Regions from separate parts of the Hordeum vulgare genome. Here regions 2 and 3 are each linked to region 1. Evidence: chromatin contacts called from public Hi-C data. All regions are on one chromosome and are shown on one strand. Each heading gives the region's core, a stretch centred on a gene start, on an enhancer-like site or on the middle of the called end of the contact. The rest is flanking DNA. Distances are from core to core; before and after follow the strand shown. Region 1 holds the start of LOC123404480 (trihelix transcription factor GTL1-like). Region 2 holds the start of LOC123406176 (embryogenesis-associated protein EMB8). Region 3 holds the start of LOC123406175 (mediator of RNA polymerase II transcription subunit 15a-like).

Region 1 (4,796 bases), core at 1,498-3,997:
CTAGATAAACATAGGTAAATCTAAGTAGCAATACATGCAAAAGGAAACATAGCGTAGGCAACGAAATAACTAAGTTCTCAGAACAATCTTCACATCAATCACTGAGAAAGAAGACCGGGGGCGTTAATGAACACATACAAGTTATAGAGCTAAATGAGTTCTAGAAAGTAAAACCCATAGATTGACGAGCACAACGATTTGTTCGACTAGTTCGAGTTCCTGGCACAACTCTATGTTTGGTTGGAGGGACCCAGATTTAACTCACAGGATCATGTCTTCAATCTATTGTACTTGAGGTAAAATCACTAAGACTTCACAATCACTCATGGTAGATCTTTGAGGTAGATCTCCAGGATCGACACAGACTTGTTCATCCGTCGTCCACAATTACTCTCGGTGGCTCAGATTTGACACCTAACCGTCTAGTGGATGCACAATCCACAAGAGTAATAGGTTAAGTTAAGTTTAGTCTAGATCTTCGGTGATGCTCAATCACTTGGTAGCTTTAGGCTCTAGGATTTTCCTCTTAGGACTTCTCTCAATCTCTTTCGGGAGGATGGGTTGCTCTAACAACTCTTGTAAATTCTCTTTGAAGTAGCCAACCATCTAAAGTTGAAGTGTGCTGCCTATTTATAGTCGGTGCAATCCTGAGGTGTGAAATGCCCAATAGTCACTAGCTACCTAATGGACAATGGACAAATGGCACAACGACCTGAATTCAAATGTTGCCTACGAATTGCTTGCTGAACAAGTCAAGTTAACTCAACTACAGTTGATTCTTCCTCGGAGCCCCGAAGAACGTCGTCTTGGACTCAAAGCGAAAATCACAACGCATGAAGAGATTTCGAAGTCTTCACTTGAAGAGTAGGTTTTGATTGAGCATCATCGATGACCTAAATCTCGATAGTTACTTAGACCCCCTCCCCATGATATTACAGTTTGTCCTATGACACAAAAAGGGAGAAATGAAACTAGAAAACAAAAGTCTTCACTACGCCTCATAATCCTCTATGTGAGTTGATTCTTCCTTGAAGAGGCATTCCGAGAGATGTCATTGTCACCACAATTTTCATGTTAAACCAAATCATCCGCGACATTCACGTGTTTATACTCACAAACACACTAGTCCCTTAGATGTTTTGTCATTAATCGTCCAAAACCCTGAGGGGCACTACATGCACTTACATAAGACACTCTCTTTCTTAGCATCATCAAACCGCTTTTATTTCCATATCTTCTACTCGTGCAAGTGTCAACAATGAATACATTTATTTATGATATGAAATACAACATGTTTATGTACTGAAATCTCCCTGCAAGATAGCAACTTCATTTATTAATGTTATCGAAGTTATTGTAGATCTATTCGTATCTTCTTCTCTAAAAGAATATATTACCATGGTGCATATGCAAGAATAATATATGGGGAACCTAATGGACTAGAATAGAAGTAACATTTTCTTAGTGCAAAATATATATATATTATTGTTTGGAGATAGATATATCTCATTCTTACCCCTTATAATAAATAAAACCAACCCTACATAACAATAAACACATAAATATCTTATAATTTCATATGGATGTGCTTTCTGTTGAGAGATAGATATAACACAATGCCTTTTTATTTCCATATCTTCTATTGATTCAAGTGTATATTTTTTAGGACGATTCAAGTTTATATTGAATACGCTTATTAATGTTATAGTATATCTTTTATGTATGATATGGTATATCCGCACAAAATCATGAACATATTCATGTTATTAGAGTTATTTTAGATCGTATCATATCTTCATCTAGAAGGATCGGTTTTCATGGTGCATTTATGTACGTTATTCACGGGAGTAATTAAAGTACTATAATACAAGTAGCGTTTTCTTGGTATAACAATTTCTTTACTATTATTACTAGAAGATAGGTATATCACATTCGTCACCACTTAACATGTAATCCATCACTACGCAATGACTAACACATAAATATCTTATCATGTTTAGGGATTTATTTTTTATCGAGAGATAGATATAAATGATTCTCTAATTACTTCCCCTATTTGATGATATATCAGTTCCGAGAGCAGGGTATCCCACCTAAATATATCAGGTCGTTCTTTTTTTTAGTGTCATCAAACTCCATGTTTTTTATATCAATATCTTCTACTCCTACATTAATGCTTTACAATGCATAGTTCTTTACTCTCCGTGCATAAAAATGATTTCTTTGCCTTCTTGAATATACTCCTCCGTCCAACAATTCTTATCTTATGTTTATTTAAAAATAAATATATCTAAATACTAAAACGTGATTAGATTTATTCATATCTATAAAAATCTTAGACAAGAATTTTGAGACAAAGGTAGAACATGTTATCAATAAATACGCTTATTAATGAAACATTGATCTTTTATGTATGATGTGATATCTTCCTGCAAAACCGTAACTGTGTCTACTTACGTTATTGAAGTTATTATAGATACGATCATATCTTCTCGAAGCACCGATTTCCATTATACATTGAAGGACAAATATGCGAGAGTAATCTAGTGGACAAATATTAAAATAGCATTTCCTTGGTGTAACAACAAAAGAACTTTTCTTGTTGCGAGAACAACAAAAACTTTATTAACACGGAAGAAACTGCCTACATACATACATATACTAATGTGCGAGAGTAATGACTAACACCTAAATATCTAATCATTTTGTATGGATACTTCCCGCTTTCTGTTGGGATATATACATATAAATCATTCTCTATTTACTGACTTTTGTTCTAGGACATATCTTTTCACACATTAAATGGTCGATCAAGATATGCTTGATACATTTACGAAACCTGAACCCAGCCTAGTATATAACACACACGTCTGCTCCTTTTTTCCGAGATATATCAGTGAAGACACCCTCTCTTTTGTAGGGCTCTTGGCTTTCTCTGCCTGCCTTCCCACTCTCTCTTTGCCCTTTCCAGTTGTCTATGACCCCATCTTTTTCACCACCGTCCCTCTTCTTCCTCCGCTAGCCACTATACACACTCTCCTGCTCGTTCCCAATTCCCCCCGTCTCCGCCGTCGGAACTCGGAAGCCGTAAGTCATGTCCTTCCTTGCGACACTCATTGTATCTGTGTGAGAAGAGGAAGAGACGGGGGAGGAGCATACACCGGGAGAGATGGGCGCACAAGCAAGAATTCTCCAATCTAGCCCCTGAATTGCTCTTGTAGAGTACTTGCTGGTAGGAGTACATATATACCTCTAGTGTAGGAGAAGAGGGAGAGAAGACTTGTGGTAGGTAGTAGTAGTGTACTGGAGTTTTTTGCCACCTGCACTCACTCACTCCAGTGTCCAGTAAGGTAGATCAAACAGAATTGTGTGTTGTTTTGGGCAGGGAATTGGAAGGAAGGTGGTGCGGGGGTGGAGGCGGCGGCCATGCAGCATCCCGAGCAGGGTGGCGCCGGGTACCCGTACGGGCCGCCGCTTACGGGGATGGCTCCGTTCTTGCCGCAGCCGGCATCCGCTACCGTGTCCGTCAGCAGCATCATCCCGTCGCCGTCGCCGACGCAGCAGGCGCAGCCAGCGGGGACGAATTTCGAGCAATTGCCAGCCGCTGGCCCCGGCGGCGGCGCTGGCGCCGTCAGCTTCCACGAGGACGACGACATGCCGGTCGACGGCGGGAGCGGCAGGAGCGCCTTGGACGCGGGGGCGGGAGGGTCCGGCAGCCGGTGGCCGCGCGAGGAGACGGTGGCGCTCATCAGGATCCGGTCGGAGATGGACGCCGCCTTCCGCAACGCCGCCCTCAAGGCCCCCGTCTGGGAGGAGGTCTCCAGGTGAGTGAGTGAGTGAGTGAGTGAGTGGTGCTGGTAAAAAATTTCCTCTCCCTCTCCACATTGCAATGCGGCTTAACGGTTTCAGAGAATTCGCCGTCGCCGTCCGTCAGGCCTGTCCTGTCCTGCGCTACGCCAAATGATGGCCAGTTATCCTGCCATTCCCCATCTAGTTTTGGCGTAATGCTATCCATATGCATGCTCCTCGATTTCTGCGTCGCTCGTCGGCTACAACCTCGGCGCCCGGGAGCAGTGGTGCGGCACTGCCACGGGGGTGTGGCGTCTGGCGTGCTGCTTGCTCAGCCCAGGAGCAGGCCACGCAGGCTGCTGCAGCATTGTTTTCTCTGCTCTTACTTTTTCTAGGCATTGATGCACTCTGGTCTTTGGGAAAAAGAAGGAAGGAGGGAGCAAGTCTTTTGCTCCCATCCCGATGCTGCTCATGCTCTGATGAATTAATCTGCATCTCTCTCCCACTGACAGTGCCATCATCTTGACATCATCTTTCCAATTCCTTCCATCTTCAGTCTCTCTCTCTCTCTCTCAGAGAAAGGAAGATAAAGAATGTCATAAGTTTTGACTCGTCCTAGTACTACTGATTACGTTGTGTCAATTTTATATGGATTTACCGCCATTCATCATGCCATCTTCGTTGCCGCGCCCCTTTGGTTGAGACGTGAAAGCAAGAGACGAGTGGACGGCCTCTGACAGCAACAAGATTTTGCAGGAAGCTTGCGGAGCTGGGCTACTGCAGGAGCGCCAAGAAGTGCAAGGAGAAGTTCGAGAACGTGGACAAGTACTACCGCCGCACCAAGGAGGGCCGCGCCGGCCGTCAGGACGGCAAGAACTACCGCTTCTTCGAGGAGCTCGAAGCGCTTCACGCCGCGGCCCCGCAGCACAACCACCCAATGGCCACCGCCACGACAATCTTGCCGGATCCTCGGCCGTTGGCAATGGCGCCTGCATATCCTGCCGCCG
Region 2 (4,796 bases), core at 1,189-3,688, 390 kb before region 1:
TGACAACCAGGTACAGAGCATACTGCATTTACCAGGTAAGAGTTATCAACTGGCAGCTGAACACCTGAAGTATTTTGAGCAGACAAGTTCTGTGAAGAGCGCTCTGTGGAATAATCAGTTGACGTACTTTCAGTATGATTTAGCTTCAATTCATCTCCAGAATTAGATATTGTTTCAAATCCAATAGGATATGATTCTACTATTTCTTCTCTTGGTGATACTTCAGACATGGTATCCAGAACCTCCATACCATCTTTCAAGAAGCTGCCCACCTTCCTGGAACATGCAGATTGGGATTCTATACCATCTTTCAAGAAGCTGCCCACCTTCCTGGAACATGCAGATTGGGATTCTGGGTCAGACTTAAGCAGAGAGCGCTTCTGCAGAGACGAAAAATACACATTGTAAAAAATACATATCAATTTGACAACTACTACTGTAAATATTAACAGTGTACCGTTGCATATATTGAAGAAATTGTGAAGCTCTATTTCATCAATAGAGATCTTTCTCATGCTGACTACGTGATATCAATTGTGCCATAACATTATTTAGTAACTAATCAAAAAGTATCAAAAGCTAGCTACCAAAGCATCAGTAAACCATTTCAGCCACATAGAATTATTCCAGTCGAGAAAGGAGTTTGTGGACACAAAGATGCACATATTAACTAATTCAGGATGAACGTGATTGAGATCTTTGCACGAAAGTTCTAACACTACCTCCAGTATCTACTTTTTTCACTAATCAATACGCTCAAACTGAGACCACAATGTCCACTAAATTAAGTTACCCATTATCTGAATCAGCGCTGCATATTACCATTTGCATAACGCTCGCTGATGAAGAGGGGGAAATCAAGCTACTTCTTCGGCCACGTCGAGGCGACGGGTTCCCCTTTGTCCGGCTCCTCCTCCCCGAACGGCAGCAGCGACGACGCGATCTGGGAGATTCACCTCACCCTACCCCCGATCTCAGCCAGATCGCTTCGGATCCCCGCGATCCCCATAGAGTCAAACTTGGTTTTGTCCGGAACAAATTAAGGCAAAACAAAAGACATAGCATTGTCGGTTATTGAAATCACTATCCCAAAAGACAGAGCTAGATTTGTCGGCACCTTATGAGCTTTGTTTTGATGCCAGTTTAGAATCGCTGAGATTGATGGTGTGGCTCGAGAGAAGCTGGATGATGGTGAAAGGACGGGCACCGACATGGACAAACCGCTTGTCCTCCTTGACGAAATCGATGGCATCAAACACCCTCTCGTCTTTCCCATCACTGATGCTGTGCTTCCAGATAGAAGCAAATTTACCAAAATCTAGAGTGTGGTAGACGCAGTCTGCCTGAACGGATGGGAACTTGGCGGCATCAACAACCAGGCACTTTTGATGACCGATGAAGATGGCATACCTGCCCATGGTCTCCACAGGCGCAAGGACTTGTTTCTCTGTTGGTTCGATGCCGAGAACCAGAACGCGTCGTTCTCCACCAAAGTTCAGTAGGAAACACCGGACGTCGCCGTGATCTGCAAGAGGGTCGACACAGAAAAACTTGACGGAATGCTCGCATCCGAGCTGCTCCTACGCACCAGAGGGCCCGCCGTTGTCGGATCTGTGCGGGGGCTTCGCCCGGAGCGGACGTCGCCGCGATCTGCAAGAGGGTCGACAGAGAAAAACTTGATGAAATGGTCGCATCTGAGCTGCTCCTACGCACCAAAGGGCCCGCCGTTGTCGGATCTGTGCGGGGGCTTCGCCCGGAGGACGCACACGGACGGCGACGAGGGAGGATGAGAAGGGGAGCATCCGCTGCGCAGGCGAGATGCGCCGGAGTGGTAGAGCTTGGTCATGGGAGGGGAGCGACTCTGCCCAGGGGCTTTTTTACAAAAACAACGAAACGTTTTTTCCACTTACTATAGGACCGCGGGTTGATTTCGAAGGAACAGAAGGACTTTTCTGTAAAAACGCCAGCGACGGACGGCAGAAGCGCTCCACGCTTTATTATTAGGGGAGATATACATGATACTGTTCATCAACCGAGGTCTTAAATTTGTCTTTTTCGTACACGTTGTAATTCATGGTATTTCATTGTAAATTTTTACACACACGTACTCCCTCTGTTCCTAAATATTTGTTGTTAGGGAAAACTAGACTAGTTCTCTCCAACAACAAATATTGTGGTACGGAGGGAGTACATTACATTCTTATGTACATGCATAGTTTTTTCAGGATTTTTTTAAACAGTAAAGTTTTAATTTTGAATTTTTTAAAAAATTCGGCATCCATGAAGGTCGGATCCAAAAGGCCTTACTCTTGCTACTAGGTGATCTTTGATGTTATTTTTGTGTTCTTTCTGCTGCCATGACTATTTTTTTGATTAAAAAAAAGGTAACTCCTCGATCCTCCTTTTCCCCACGTGTCAACGAGCCAACCACAATTCTTACTGGTTCCTGGGTTCCTAGCTGTCCAGACAAGCGAGAAGGCGTATTCCAAACCCGAGTGCACACTGCAGGCGCGAATCTGATGGCCGCGATACAAGCGCCATCCCCATTCGCCGGCACCGCCCGCCGCTACGCCCCTCGCCTCCGCTACCTACTCCTACCAACCACCATGTCGCTCTCCTCCTCCGTCGTCTCCTCCCGAAGCCGCGACCGGGACTGCGCCGACGGGGAGCAGCCTCTCCTCCCGCACTCGAGCCTCGAGATCGCCGGCGCGCGGCGCGGCCTCCTCGCGGGCTTCGAAAGCCTCCGCCGCCCGTACCGCGCCTTCCCCGTCTTCGCATCCAACCGCCACGTCGAGACCATCTTCGCGGCCTTCACGCGCTCGCTCCCCGCCGTGGCATTCCGGCGCGAGTGCCTGCGCACCCCGGACGACGGAGCCGTCGCCCTCGACTGGGTCTCCGGCGACGACCGCACGTTGCCCGGAGATGCACCTGTGCTAATCCTTCTGGTATGGCGTCGCTTTCCTTCTCCTAGTGTTGCAAAGAGGACACAAACAAAGCGTGACATTTTGTTTAGCGTCATGGATGCCACTGCCGGTGACATTTTGACTTTCGCCTTGTGGTCGAAAACCGTGTGTAATTTGCCTGTGTAGAAATGGGAGGATGTGATGCCAGTTTTGATTAGTTCGGGGATGATCTCTCATTTCTGTGTAGGAGGATTAATTGTGCGTTGAGTAGTGCACTCCTGAGATTTTACATCCGGAAGTTCAATTCGTAAATAGATTCATGTAGTCGGGTGAAGAGATCTTAGGTGAAATAGGGGTGTCTACCGGAGCACATGCAGAATGAAATATAGTTTGATTCCAACTGCATATGATATTCCAAGTAGTACCATGGCTAAACATTTATGCAGTGGGCATATATATACTTACAGAGATGACAGGTCAGGCAACAAATACCTGATGAACCATGCAACACATATGAATATCATGATTGCAAATGTTTGACCTTTGTTCCTCACAATGATCTAATCAGGGAAAAAACTCTTCACCTTGGAAATCTCTGCTGGATTTTTCATTTTTACTTCCTGCGTGCGAAGTTTCCCTGTATGTGTTGTGCCAGTTCTATTTCTTAATCTGCTAGTGACATTATTCATCATGGCCATATTAGTATGACATCATTAACTATTCAGGTGTTGGGCGGATTACAACAACAACAACAACAACAACAACAACAAAGCCTTTAGTCCCAAACAAGTTGGAGTAGGCTAGAGCTGAAACCCATAAGTGTTGGGCAGATTAAATGAGGAAAAATATTCCTGCATAACTTTCAACTGAAGAAAAGCAAAAGGATGCCATGGACATTATACGTTTGCAATTTTATTAAGCACTCGACCGAGTGCTCAGCGAAAGATCTGAAGAGCCAAGGATTTTGCTACTAATCCGTTAAAAAGAGAACTAATTGCTGCCAACAAAGTATAGGCAGTTTTAATACAATTTTGAACATAACGCGTAACAGAACACTTTCTTGTGCTAAATTCATGTTTTGCATCTATCATGTCAAAGTCAACTTTGCTTCCAGCATAAATGACTATTGACATGTCTTTCTGTACAAGTGTACATCTTATATAGTTATCTGCAGTACTATGTGTACTGTTCTACTTGTATTTTCATGCACATTCAGTTTTTGACTAGCTATGGGCTATGGCTAATGCTTGATGCTGGGGGTTTGTTATTGGCAGCCCGGTCTGACAGGGGGGAGTCAGGATACATATGTACGGCATATGCTTTTGAGAGCTAGAAGCAAAGGATGGCGTGTTGTGGTATTCAATAGCCGTGGATGTGCAAACAGTCCTGTGACCACAGCAAAGGTACTTGAATCACATTCCTGATGTGCGGCAAAGTTAATTATAGCTTCTTATTTACGTATAGTAGGGAGAGGATCCCCGTGATCTCTCCGTTAGGAAGTTTATCATTTGAATTAGGATTATACTCCCAACGTTAAAACCATGACAAGTATTTTGGAACGAAGGGAGTATCTTTTAGCTTGAACCTAATAGGACCCTGTATGTGGAATAAAGCAAACAAGAATTAGAAGAATAGTCCTTCTATCTTGCCCACAGGGGTGAGAGCCTTTCCCTAGCCCTAGTACACAACATAACTCCTAATCAATTAACTAACATTTGCAAGCAAAAGATAAATTGTACTACCAGTTATTTTGCATCAATATATCAAGCCTCTCGACTATCGTCCAAACAATTCACATAAGCCAAGGAAGTAGAATAAACATGTAAATGTGCCGCTCAAAAGAAAACAACACACCAGTCCTACTATTCCTTTTACTCGTAGCTGCCATTCTCT
Region 3 (4,796 bases), core at 1,467-3,966, 350 kb before region 1:
GGGGTGGCGCAGAACGGCTCGTGCAGGTCAACCGCATACGCCAGGTGGTCGTCATACTCGTACCACCCTGGAGTTGAGCCGTCCGAGACGTCTCCCGCCGGCGCCGCGCTCTCATCCTTCTCCACGGCGCAGCTGGTAAAGCTATTCCTCTTGTCGTCCACGTCGGCGACGGCGCAAGAGCCGCCGCAGCTGGCGCTCTGGTCATGCCGCTCGTTCAACTTCTTCTTCAGCTCTTCCAGCTGCACATCGAGCAGGCGCCATTAGCATGCATGCGACTCACGTACTTGTATTGTAATGGAGAATGTCCGTGTGCTTGCTGATTAACTACCTGCGCGGCGAGGGTGAGCTTCTCCTGCTTGAGCGACTGGACGCGGGCGTGGAGGGCGTCGTAATGGGCGCGCAGCTCCGCGAAGTCCTGCTCCAGCTGCTTGGTGCGCCACCGGGCGCGCTTGTTCTGGAACCAGATGGCCACCTGGCGCGGCTGCAGCCCCAGCTCGCGCGCCAGATCCGCCTTCTCCCGGGGCTCCAGCTTGGCGCGCCGCGCGTGGAACGTGCTCTCCAGCGACCGCACCTGCTCCTCCGTGAACCGCCGCTTCCTCTCGCCGCCGCCGCCGCTCAGCTGCTGCTGCTGAAGGAACTGGCCGTCGTCCCCCGCCGCGGCGTACATGCGCGGCGGCGGCGGCAGCAGGAACTGGCAGTCGCTCTCCATTTCGGAGCCGTCGCGGGATCGAGATCGAATCGTCACAGACAGAACTCCACTGGAGCAAGCTATAGCTAGCGCGTGCACCTGTGACATTTGGAACGTGGTGCGCCGGCCCGGTTTTATACCCGGTCGATGCACACACGTGGCGCGGATCAAGGCCCGCCGTCGCTTTATCGGGCCGTCCAGGTGTCGCGCAACGGGCCGGTGGCCCGCGGGCATATGCACGGAATGGTTATCCGTCTCGAGATCGACTTGGGCCTCGCCCGGGCGGGACACGTGGTGTGCGCGCATGGCTGGAGTGCGAGATCATCTCTCTCGTTTTGCACACTTTTGTTCGTTCAAGAAGAAGGAAATGTTGGAGGATGCCACGGTTGTAGGGAGGGAGGGAGGGAGGGCCAATCGCTGGAGGCTGTAGCTAGGTCGACAGCGTCCACGTCAATCGGCCCAGGGGTCGTACGGCTTCTCCCGAAAGAGATGCCGAGGTGGCAGGTGAGGATGTCCGTCTTCTCGCTGGCTAGGCTCCCTAGGTCTGGGTAGGGCGTCGCTGTGCAGGCGACGCGCTCACGGCTCGAGAGAAGAGTTCCATTCCATGGACATCTTCTCTTCGTCTTTGGATCGTTAAAGCTAGACGAGCTTATCTCCAGTTCGATTGGCGTTGCGCTACGTGCCCCTCCAGCTGCTCGCCGTCGACCAATTGATAGATGCCGACCGATTCATCATACATGTGCGTTGTGCTAGAAAAAAAAATCGTTCCTGTCAATGAGGTCTTGTGCTTGTGACGTTATCCAGTTTTATCTGTGGACAGAGTTGCTTAACGCCGGATCCTACACTCGATCAGTTGGACTATTAATCCGCTTATATAGGTAGTACAAGGGGCAAAGCGGCGAATGAGTCGCCCCGGACGCAGTGACCGCTGCTCGTGTAAGGTGTTCCTTTGCTCAAGAACAATGACGTCCCATCTGCAAATAACAACCTAGCTGACGTTTCTTTTTTGTCGATCCAACCCTGTTGTCAAGTTTTGGTAAGCGTTCGCTCGTGATCCGGTCGGCCAGGCAGGCTGAGTATATACGTTGAGTCATCGGGGCGCACCTATGTCAGTACAGTACGTAACGGGAGGCTCGATCCTTGTGGGCGCCTTCTGCAGGCAAAGCTACAGGTCCAAACCAAACCCTGTCTTAACTCGCTACAGTTAACTCCGTACTAGGGACCGTAAGAGCATCTAATGAGATTACCGTACATGCAAGCAAAACGAACGCAACCCCGTGTGTGATAAGCGTGCCAGACCGGACCTGCGGTTCGGATGGCTTGGGCGCCGACACGTCCGCGTCCTCCATAGCTCACGAGCAGCGATTAAGGATGAGCTGTCGCGGGATTTGACGTATGGTTAATGGCGACAGATATGGTGGCCGGGTCAAAGTCGATTGGGCCTGGAAGAGGGAGGGAGGGAGGGTGGGAGGCTCGCTCACACGCGCGACTTCGCCGACGCGTTGTGCGGCGGCTTTGGCATGCGTACGTGGCGGAGAGCGGTGGCGCGGCGGAGGGTCTACGTCCCGCGCGTGGTCCTCGTGCGGGTGGTGCGGCCGTCGATGCATCGGCGGCGCGGGGGACGGCCGCCAGGAGCCCTCGCGCTCCGGCGCGTGGCCGCGCGCCCGCCAACTACTTTAGGGTGCGTTTGGTTATGTTGCGTAGCTAGGTAATAGATCGGATAGCCCATCTAACCAGCTTACATTTTGCCAGCCTTGCCTCGTCAACCAGTTTGGTTGATTTGCTTTACCCACCTTTGTCAAACAAAAAAACCGTTCGCATGATTGAGTCACCGGTTTTCTCGCACGAGAAGTTTGCCGTCGAAGCGAGCCGATTTGGCTCTCCTGAGCTAGCAAGGATTTCCTAGCCCACCCAAGGTAGCTCGCCCACGAAAACTAGAATATTTTAACAGTTCCAAACACCTAGCCTTGCCCGGCAGGGCTATAACTAATTTTGCCAAGGATCCAAAAACCGCTCCCCCTCGCTAACGAGAAATGCTACTGTAACCCTCCCCTATGCTGGAACCGCTCCCGACGTCGCTCGGTGCCGCCCCCGCCCCTGCGCGCTCGCCGCCGCTCCCGACGTCGCTCGGTGCCGCCCCCGCCCCCGCCCCGCCCCACGCGCTCGCCGCCGGCCCCATCCCCTTCGAGATCCGACAAGGACCAACATGCACGAACCACCAACCATGGACGCAAGCTGGAGCGGCGGCGTTAACCTGAACGCCCCTCCGCCCGCCGGAGGCGACTGGCGCGCCGAGCTCCAGCCCGAGGCGCGCAGCAGGGTCGTCAACAAGATGTATGTAGGGACTCTCGCCGATCTACTCTGCTTTCCCCTTCATCTAATCCATATTCATTCGATCCTTCTTCCGCGTCTGCTTTCGGTCTCCCCAGGGAATTTCCCGCGTGTTTGCGGGTCGATTTCCTCGTCGATCCATCCGATAGAGCTTCGATCTAGCCATATATCCTCCTTAGCGGCAGCAAAAGGTCAACTTCCTACTGCACCTGCTCTGCTTTCAGTCCAGCCTAATAATTACAGTACTTCATTTAACTAGCATTGAGTTATGTCTGAACAATTTAGCGCAAGTTTACTCACCAAGAGGTGCAAATTTTTTCATTGCGCACAGCAATTCAGTAGCATGACACACATGTCACAGCTTTTGATCTCCTAGGGGAAACCATGCTACATTAGAATTAGTACTGTGTCGGGATACAATTTTGTTCTGAAACTAGAGTTCCTCGTACGCAGCATGCATGCTTCCCCAAGTGGATATATACTCCTCACACGATCACACGCCATGATCAAATCGATCCCCGCAGCACCTCCTTGGTCTTAGCAACGTCGAAAATTACGCCTTGCCCATAGGAATGGAGCGAGCATATGATTGATTGGGGATTGGAGATCTACCTCAACCGGCTGCTCTTCCCGCTCGTTCCACCTTACTCCACGCCGTTGAAAGCAATGCATGCCAACAAAGTTATTCACATTTTGCATCATACGCGCAAAATGGAATCTCTGAAGAAGCATCTGCCAGTTTTGGTGCCAGAGGGGCTGAACAAGCTTCAAATCATCGTTGTGCGATTCGAAGAGAAGATGTATGCTGCAGCGACCAGCCAGGTAATATAACCTATCTTGGTGGCAACTCGGGGCAGAGCACATTTTATTTATTTTTAGTTATGGAGGTCATACAAGGTTTATGGGTTAGAAATAGAGCATAACCGTTTCCAAATGTCGTACTCCCTCTGATCCAAATTATTTGTGGCAGTTGTGACAATTAATTTGGATCGCAGTAGATGTATTTTCGCCCCGAGTGGCCTCAGAGCCCTTACACACACTACATTCCAGAATATAACCCAAAAAGTTATATGCGGAATATGGAATTGAGCAAGTATATTTTTAATCTTTTTTGTCACTATTTTGATTTGTATTTTCTATTCATATCGCTTATTTGGGGCCTATTTTGATTTGTATTTTCTGTTCATATCGCTTATTTGGGGCAGTGTGTTTTGCTACTTAGATGGCCTTTTATGTATAACTATGATTCAAATATTTAAAGTTGAAGCACCTTCTTGAGCATGCTAAACTGCTAATCAACCAGAACTGTTGGTTGCAAGCTACTATTGGTAATTTGGTATAAAATTTACATTGTTTTCCTTTGTATTACCCAACCTGATTATTTACAGAAGATCTCTCTTAAAATGTTATCTATGGAGACGAAGACACAGCAGGCTCCTGGAAATGCTCAAGTGATTCCAAATCAAAACAACCCCGGTCAAGGTACCATATGTAGTAAACTGAGTGTTGCACATTTTATCATTTTCGCTTGGATATTATTTTTATCACATCAAGCGCTGAGATTGTGTGCTTATGCATTAAATCAACCCCCACCCTCTGTAGCATCATGTTTAAGAATGTCCGACGGAACCCCCTGACGGCACACCCAGGGGTCAAACCCCGCTGTAGTCGCCACTGCCGGTGCAAATCATGACTAGAGTTTCTCATATGCTACCCACAGTGATATTCCTCACATGATCACAAATCATGACTAATCAACCGACGCAACACCTCCTTG

What was found. A called contact is a pair of places that touch in the nucleus more often than the background predicts.
Region 2: a contact with region 1 is called in a Hi-C map of seedling, with 4 times the contacts expected there. The contact joins the promoter of LOC123406176 here to the promoter of LOC123404480 in region 1. A contact is called at or near these places in 1 of 6 Hi-C or Micro-C datasets (seedling) and 1 of 1 datasets of contacts at active chromatin or transcription factors (embryo).
Region 3: a Hi-C map of seedling shows a contact between it and region 1, with 2.3 times the contacts expected there. The contact joins the promoter of LOC123406175 here to the promoter of LOC123404480 in region 1. A contact is called at or near these places in 1 of 6 Hi-C or Micro-C datasets (seedling) and 1 of 1 datasets of contacts at active chromatin or transcription factors (embryo).

The regions. Positions count from the first base shown.
Region 1 is chr6H:401,119,309-401,124,104 of MorexV3_pseudomolecules_assembly, reverse strand. It overlaps LOC123404480 (trihelix transcription factor GTL1-like), which reads left to right and starts at 2,747. Exons shown (of 4, transcript XM_045098417.1): 1 at 2,747-3,087; 2 at 3,386-3,824; 3 at 4,546-4,796. The coding sequence starts at 3,427.
Region 2 is chr6H:401,507,382-401,512,177 of MorexV3_pseudomolecules_assembly, reverse strand. It overlaps LOC123406176 (embryogenesis-associated protein EMB8), which reads left to right and starts at 2,438. Exons shown (of 9, transcript XM_045099652.1): 1 at 2,438-2,945; 2 at 4,178-4,306. The coding sequence starts at 2,520.
Region 3 is chr6H:401,464,595-401,469,390 of MorexV3_pseudomolecules_assembly, reverse strand. It overlaps LOC123406175 (mediator of RNA polymerase II transcription subunit 15a-like), which reads left to right and starts at 2,716. Exons shown (of 3, transcript XR_006612025.1): 1 at 2,716-3,210; 2 at 4,408-4,501. It overlaps LOC123406174 (homeobox-leucine zipper protein HOX24-like), which reads right to left and starts at 789. Exons shown (of 2, transcript XM_045099649.1): 1 at 329-789; 2 at 1-239. The coding sequence starts at 709.